Linked DNA regions of Sus scrofa: region 2 is linked to region 1. Evidence: chromatin contacts called from public Hi-C data. All regions are on one chromosome and are shown on one strand. Each heading gives the region's core, a stretch centred on a gene start, on an enhancer-like site or on the middle of the called end of the contact. The rest is flanking DNA. Distances are from core to core; before and after follow the strand shown. Region 1 overlaps C10H9orf3 (aminopeptidase O). Region 2 overlaps C10H9orf3 (aminopeptidase O).

Region 1 (3,954 bases), core at 1,048-3,547:
CTGGACACTTAGGTTTCTGACCCGAAGAGAGAGTTCAGGTTGGCCGCAGGGGTGCGGGCGCTTCTCCCGCTCAGCCCTTTTTCCTGCCAGCGGACAGCACTTTTACTCCCACCGCGGCCAAGAAACCTTTTCGCGGACACCCGAGCAGCCCGCAGGGGTTGGGGGTGGAAAGGTAAGCGTGCGCGCCCGGGGTCGGTCCGCGCGTGGGAGGGCGCAGGAGCGCGGGCGCTGGCCGGACGCGGGGAGAAGAAAAAAGATGTTTGCAAGGAGAACAATAAAAGAGCCGGCGCGCCGGCGGGGGCGGGGGCGGAGGCGACCTGCCGGGAGGGCGGTGCGGCCGCCTATACCTTTAAGGCAGGCCCCGCCCCCGCCCCAGCGCCCGCCCGCCGCCCGCGCCGCCGCCCCGGCCCCGCGCCGCCCGCCGCCCGCGCTGCGCCTTAGGTGTTGCGGGCCTCGAGCGCCCGCCGCTCTCCGCCGGGCGGGCCGGGCGGACGGCCCTGGGCGCGGACTCCAGCGCCCGGCTCCCACCCTCACCTCCCGCGGGCGAGGTACGGGGGCGGCGCGCCGAGTTGGTGGGGCACTGGGGAGGGAGGCTGGGGCGGCTCCCGGGGTAAACTTGACTCTGTCCCCTTCCCCCGCAGCCGCTGCAGAGGGAGCGCCAGGCCGGGGAGGAGTGCGGGCTCGCTCGGCAAGTGAGCGCAGAGGTGAGTGCGGGCGGCGTGGTCCCGGCGCTCTCCTCCCTCCCGGGGCAGTGGGTCCCGCATTGCATCCCTGTCGCGGAGCCCTCGGTTGGCGGCGACGCGCGACATTGGTGGGTAAGATGGCCCTTGTTCCGGGGCTCTGGCGCGCACCGGCGCGGGGGCGGCCAAGCGGGCCCGTGACTGCGGGAGCGGCCGGGGCGAAGGTCACGGCCTGGGCTCCCCGCAGACCGAGGGCCCTCTGCGCGGAGGCGGCCTCGGGAGCCCCGAAAGGTGCCTGCAGCCTCCCCAGGTGAAGCGGAGGACGGCTGCGTCGCGAGGCCGTCGATCGTTTCTTTCTCACGCTAAGGGGCGGCTCTCAGGACCCGTCCTGCATTTAAAATGCCCTATGGTTTTCGAACTTCAGGTCGAGAAATGGGTTCGAGTGAACCGGAGACCCCGAAAACGGAAACGAAGGGAGACCGAAGAAGTGTTTGCAAAGGTAGGGGCTCCCCAAAGAGCACAGGATGGAGTTCTTGATCACTCTCCCCGCCTGCCCCAGAGCACTTGGTTACAACAATAGAATTCCACCCCCCCCCGCCGCCTTTTTTTCAAATTTTAGTTAAATTTACAGTAAGCCTTAGATTTACGTGGATAGTTCTATAGACATACTGGTTGCTAATCCTAGCGATTATCAACACACTATGTACTCAGGAAGTGAGAATGATCCGGAATGGAGATTTCTTTCATGCTCATTAAATAGAGCATTAGAGTATAAGTGAGTTTCATTATTATATTAGACCAGTAGTATTTGTGGAATTATATATATATCTCAGAGAGGGGGTGTTCTGAAGAAATCGCCCACAGTATCAGGTTTCTCTGTTGGGTTGTAATATACACAATACCTCACTCATTCATTTAGACTTTTAGAGTCATCTCATAAGTGGAGAGGGAAGGCCAAAGAAGTATATTACTTTTGAAACACTGGGAGGGATTTTATATACTAAAGCAAATGAGAAATTTGCTTTTCTAAATTTAGAATTTCAGTATGCTGCTTTGCAGAAGTTTGGACCACCCCTTGTCTCCTGAAATGGTATTAAGTTAAAACTTGATTTGTCATTGTCATAAATATTAGGAAATAAGGTAAGTAGTCTGTTGTTTCCTGAGTGATCCGTTGGAAACTCTTAAAAATGAATAACGTTTTTACAAATGTTACAGCAGGTCTGATTTTTGTGGCTCGTGATTTAATCATTTTACTGTTTTTCGCCTCTTGAAAGCACCAAGGGATTAAAATAGCGGTGTGTTGTTTTTCTGCTGCTAGAACGTATGATGAATCACTTCTGATTCTGAAGCCAAATTCTTGCTGATAGCATTGCTGCCAACTTCTGGGATGTGTTGCCTTAGTATGGGCATTGCAGCGTCTGAGAATGTGCACAAAGCACATCCTAACGAAGGTGATACCACAGTTTCAGAGTGCGTTTAAGGATACCAAGGGCAGCTTCTGAGAGAATGGGAAAAAGTAATGGCCTAGGTGGCTCGTCATTTGTAAGGAGACATCCAATGTGTGAAAAGCCTTTCCCTTTTTAAACAAAGAGTCCTACATGTCACTCCGGTTAAACAGTAATAGAAAAAGTTGTCATTCTGAACGGGCTCGAGTGTTCCCGACCGTATCTCAGCGTGCTGTGGTAGGTTGTATTTGTTTAACTTTCATGGTCTAGGTGTTTTTAAAAATGTTTGCGAGGTGATAGATGAGACCAGAAAATATCTGAAAAAGGAAAAAGAATCACAGCTTGTTTAGTATTTAAAATTTTTTTTTCTGAGCCGTTATTTTTTTAATGCAAAAAAATAAGATGACCCAAGCATACCACGTATCATGCCTAAAAGAAGGGGAAGTCCTTGTCTTTGTGGATTACCAGGTACCATCACTACCAGAACTTGAAGTAAGCATGTCTGTGACACCCACGCCCTGACCAGGGCCTCCTGAGACGGAGAAGGGTAGGTATGGACTGAGGATTTTGCCTTCTAGGAAAACTGGAGTTCTTCACTGAGCCTTTTGTCCTTGAGAGAGGCTGTTGTGTTAGAGCTTTACGGTGAGGATGCACTTTTAAATTTCCTCCGAAACTGGCAGCAGTAGTTTTAGAGAGGCCATGAAAACGAAGTAGGTTGAGAACAGCATCGGGGGATGAAGCTTAAAGCTCACTAGCGTGGAGGCGGGGAGGGCAAAAAGATGGGGCATTTCAAAATTGTCCCAGAGTGTTAATTATCAGTGTCTCCAATCTCTCCTCCTGCTTCTGCCCAGCAGCTGAGCCCACCCCCCCCCACCCGTGTGGCGTCTGCCATGCCTAGGAGAGGGGTTGGCGCTCACTGAGGCAAAACATGCGACCCCGTTTTCAAGAGCAGGGAGAAAGGGGGTGTGATCAGCGGCCAAGGGCATTAGAACAAGTTCTGAAAGCACAGAAGCTGTCAGGCAGCTGGTAGCTGAGGTGTGTCCTCTGCCCGAGTGGCATGTCTCTTCCAAAATGCAGATCGAATTCTGTGGTAATGAGACTTCAGACCTCGGTCATTTGTTGACCTTTTGCTGGGGTTTGAAACTGTTATTCGAAGGAATCTGGATAGTTAACTTACTGTTGGCTTTAGCAAGTATGTTTTTTTTTCTTTTTAATGTTTGCCATGCCACAAGTAGGAGCCAAGTCGTCAATTTCTCCTTTTTCATGCATCCACTGATTTTCTGCAACATTAAAGTAAAAGTGTGCTATTTTCTGCCTTGATTCATTTTATGGAACTGCAAAATGAGAAGATGAGTTTTAGTTGTTTCTGGTAGGTGGTACATTTTCAATCTAGCCATTGCTTTTATTTGTGTCATTTGTCATCTTTGCCCCTGTCTCTCATCCCTCTGCCCTTTCTTCCATCCCCCAAGTCTCTGTTTGCATCTTCAGGCCTCAAACAGGATTCAGCCCAGATGGGCAAACTTGGAGGATAACTAGTCTGAATTTAGCTGTGCTGGGCTCATGACATTTTTCCTCTGATTTTTACCGACCCGTGGAAAGCAGTCTTCTGACCTGCCCGAGGAAAGAAAACAGAGCATTGGGGCAAGGCCAGGGTCTGGAGACGGGCATTAAGTGAAGAATTAAACGTTAAAGAATGGAATAATGCAGGAATCAGTATTGACCCCCTCTTAAAACCCCGAAGGCACTAAGTGGGAGGCAGAGTCAGGTGTAACTTCAAATACTAGTTGAGTTTTTCAGTGAACTCAGGAGAAGCAAAACAAACTTATCCT
Region 2 (3,954 bases), core at 1,027-3,526, 200 kb before region 1:
CAGATCCCCATGTTGCTGTGGCTGTGGTGTAGGCCGGTGGCTACAGCTCCGATTCGACCCCTAGCCTGGGAACCTCCATATGCCGCATGAGCGGCCCAAGAAAATGGCAAAAAGACCAAAAAAAAATTGCCTTCTAGCTGCAGACCTGGCATATTCAGTGTCAGCCTAGGAATAACCTTTACTTTAAAAAAAAAAAAATTCTTTTTAAAAAGATAATTAAAAATTCAGTTAAGTTACAAGGAAAAATAAAAATAGCTCCTTTTTTTAAAAGCAAAAACTTGTGACCTATTTTTAAAATGGAGAAAGGGCTGTTACATATTTTTTTCATGTCTTCAAAGGAAAATACAGCAATACCCCTGTGAAAGATATTTTAAAAGGATATTATTTCAGTTTTCCTTATGGTGACAGGCAAGGCATTAGTGAATGCCCGCCTTGTTCTCCCAAGACATGAGCCTTCCACTGGATTACCAGCAAAGCTGTTTTGTCAGTAAGCTTCAAGTTCATTGTAACAAAACTTCTGGCCAGCCTCTTCCTGGCAGATGGAAATATGACCCACCCTTCCTGGTGCGAGGCCATAGCTGCTCACTTATTCCACTGCTCCGCCTGTCGGGACTCAGTGAGTAGCCTAGGTGCAAAGCCAAGTTAGAGACCCACTTAGGGAGCTGGGGAACCTTCTCCCAGCCCTGGCTCTGCATCCCACAAAGGTGGGGAAGAGAACGACTCTCTAGGATTGCCTCTCTAGGAATCTCTTTCCAATTCAGCAGCATTTGTTGGAGCAAGTAGCTTTAGGTGGGGCCCGTTTTGTACATAAGGAGAGGTAGATGTGGCAGTTTGTCCGGGCAATTGAAAAGCTCTCCAAATAGACCCACTTTTAAGCCTTCATGTTAGGCCGGTTTACTTTTAGCCACTCTTTTTCTTCTTCTTTTTTTAGGGCCAAACTCGTGGCATATGGACGTTCCCAGGCTGTTCGTCGAATCGGAGCTGCACCAATGGCCTACCCCACAGCCACAGCAACGTGGGATCTGAGTATTTCTGCGACCTTATACCACAGCTCACGGCAACACCGGACCCTTAACCCACTGAGCAAGGCGAGGAATCAAACTCTCATCCTCATGGATATTAGTTGGCTTCTTAACCCGCTGAGCTACAACAGGAACTCCTAGCCACTCTTTGCTTAGCATCCAGCCTCTTGCTAAATGCCCTGTGATGATCATGATGGTAGGGTGGTTGTGATGGGGGAAGGTGAAGAGGTAGCATCGGTCATGATGATGGTGCTGATAATGTTAGTAGTGGAAGTGGCCATGGCTGTGGTGGCACCAGTGGTGGAAATGGGGGAAGTAACTGGTGATGGATAGAGATGGCGGTGGCAGCATTAGGGGCTACAGGCTCCTGCCTGCAGAAGCCATTCTTTATCTTTGCAGAAGCAGTGGCTTAGGAAATTCCCTTGATGTCCCTTCGCTACACACAGGATGTCCGCAGAGCTAACAACTGAGTTTTGATAGATCTTGCCTATCCATGAACAATGAGATTGGTTTATGGGTGAGATGAGTACATGCCCGTTTCCACAGGTCTCTGTTTTAGAGTCAGAGAACAGCTCATCTTTCTGTGGTTTCCAGCTTTGGATCAAGGAACACAGTAACCTGAAGCTCTGGAACCAGAGCCATTAGTAGAGAGTGGGACACATCTAGCATTTCTACCAAAATTGAATTGCTACTGTGCCCTATTTTTTACGTACATGAATATCCATAAATCCTTTCCACAACTCTGTAAAATAGGGGTTTTTTTATTATTATTATTTTGGTTTTTCTAATTTCGGAAAGTGAGGCTTAGCTCATGGGTAGCAACATTGGGATTTGAAAACCACAGCCTGCGTGACCTCAAATCCTTTACTTCTTCCTCCATTGCAGCCATCAGAGAACTATTTCAGCCCTTCTAGAACATTCTAGAATGTTTCTTGTCTTTACTTAGGTATGAGTATGAGCAGAAATTCATAAGAGAATAGGCTATATTTGGTTTTCTCCTCTAACTTAGCTTGCGGGCAAATAATGTCTTTTCTCCCTACATATTTCCTTATACTCATAGTGTACTCAGATGACCCTTTTAAAATTCATATGGGAACTATTTGGAGGTTCTTCCCGCATGTTTTCAAGGCTGGAACTGCCGAGTGATCTTTTCCTGACCTGGCTGGTCTTTGGCCAAATAGGACATTGAGCAAGCCAGAAACCAGGCCCCAACAGAAAAAAGCAAATAGAGATAAATATTTATCCTCGTCCCAGTGGGATCCCTAGGTTTTCAGGATCAAAGGCCTACTTTGTTGTGTACGTCTGTTCGAGAGCCTTGGGTAAGTATACAGAAGCAAGCAACTGGCAGTGTGGTAAAGACTCTGTGGTACCCAGGCTCTTTAACGCTCAAACAAATTCCCTGGTGATATTGAAAACAAAACAAAACAACAGAATCCTGTTTGTTAAAATAAAAATTGAAATCACATGCCTTAGGCACAAAGTAAGAAAAAGGAGAAACAGAGTGGGAACAAAAAGAAAAGAAAAAAGATGAGACGTGAGAAAGAAAGGATCAGAGACAGCAGGAAAAAGAAAGATGCGGAGCAGCAGTTCTGGAGTTGGTACAGGGAAATATTTCTATAGGAAGTATGGAGCAGATACTATGAGAGATGTTTATGCTTCCTCTTCTGTGCATTTTCTTTTCACTTTCCTGATAGTGGCCTTCAAAGCACAAGAGTTTTTAATTTTTGATGAAGTCTACTTTATCTGTTTTTTCCCTTCGGTTGCTTTTGCTTTTGGGGTCATATGTAAGAATTGCCTGATCCAAGGTCATGAAGATTTATACCTATGTTTTCTAAGAGTTTTACACTTTTAGCTCTTTCATTTAGGCCTTAAATCCATTTGAGCTGATTTTTGTTTATCGTATGAGAACTTCATCCTTTTGGGTGTGGATATCTACTTCTCCCAGATTTTTATTCCTTAATTCAACAAATATGTGTGCCAGACATTGTGTTCAATGCCAGGATTAGAACTTTGAACAAAATAGCAGTATCAGAATGTTTCAGAACCCTGGAGACAAAAAAAAAGCAATTCAAGAAATTTGGAAGATAAAGTAGACCTTTAGAGGGTTTAGACTCTTGAGCATTTGTTTGTTTCAAGGATAATACAAGGAAACTTTTTTTTTTTTGCTTTTTTACGGCCACACCTGTGCCATATGGAGGGTCCCAGGCTAGGGGTCTAATCAGAGATACAGCTTCCAGCCTATGCCATAGCCACAGCAACACCAAATCTGAGCCACGTCTGCAACCTATGTCACAGTGCCCGGCAATGCATAGGTTAACCCACTGAGCGAGGCCAGGGATCGAACCTGCAACCTCAGGGTTCCTAGTCGGGTTTGTTTCTGCTGCGCCACGATGGGAACTCCAATGCAAGGAAACTTGAATTAGGATTACCTAGATTGCTAATGAATGATTATACACACACACACACACACACACACACACATATATAATATATGATTCCTGTATAACTCAAGTAAAACAGTCACTACTTTATATATTGAAAGCTCTTGTATTATTATCAAATATCTGAATATCACTGATTTCTATTTTTTTAAGATTTTTATTTTTTCTATTATAGTTGATTTACCATGTTCTGTCAATTTCTGCTGTACAGCAAAGTGACCCAGTTATACAAATACATACATTCTTTTTCTCACATTATCCTCCATCATGTTCCATCACAAGTGACTAGATACAGTTCCCTGTGCTACACAGCAGGATCTCATTGTTAATCCACTCCATATGCAATAGTTTGCATCTATTAACCCCAAACTCCTGTTTTCTGTTTTTCAACATGAAAAACGTAAGACTTTCTGTGGCCTTATTTGGAGATCCAAAGAAGTGAGGTCGTTGTCTAACCACATACCAGACTGCAGTTGTGGAAATCATTCTTC

The links. A called contact is a pair of places that touch in the nucleus more often than the background predicts.
Region 2: a contact with region 1 is called in a Hi-C map of liver, with 2.6 times the contacts expected there. The contact joins two enhancer-like sites. A contact is called at or near these places in 1 of 5 promoter capture datasets (liver), 8 of 47 Hi-C or Micro-C datasets (embryonic fibroblasts, heart right ventricle, liver and 2 more) and 2 of 2 datasets of contacts at active chromatin or transcription factors (alveolar macrophages and skeletal muscle).

Annotation. Positions count from the first base shown.
Region 1 is chr10:27,157,319-27,161,272 of Sscrofa11.1, reverse strand. It overlaps C10H9orf3 (aminopeptidase O), which reads left to right. Exons shown (of 19, transcript XR_002336299.1): 13 at 642-704; 14 at 1,105-1,179. Among named protein-coding and RNA genes, the nearest start is that of MIR23B, 79 kb to the right of the region's middle. Within about 2 kb of position 2,297, at least 23 of the 83 cell types and tissues checked have an H3K27ac peak or open chromatin away from gene starts, as enhancers often do. A contact at or near this core is called in liver and skeletal muscle, where this site is marked.
Region 2 is chr10:27,352,798-27,356,751 of Sscrofa11.1, reverse strand. All of the region lies in intron 5 of C10H9orf3 (aminopeptidase O), which reads left to right. Among named protein-coding and RNA genes, the nearest start is that of C10H9orf3, 120 kb to the left of the region's middle. Within about 2 kb of position 2,276, at least 16 of the 83 cell types and tissues checked have an H3K27ac peak or open chromatin away from gene starts, as enhancers often do. A contact at or near this core is called in liver and skeletal muscle, where this site is marked.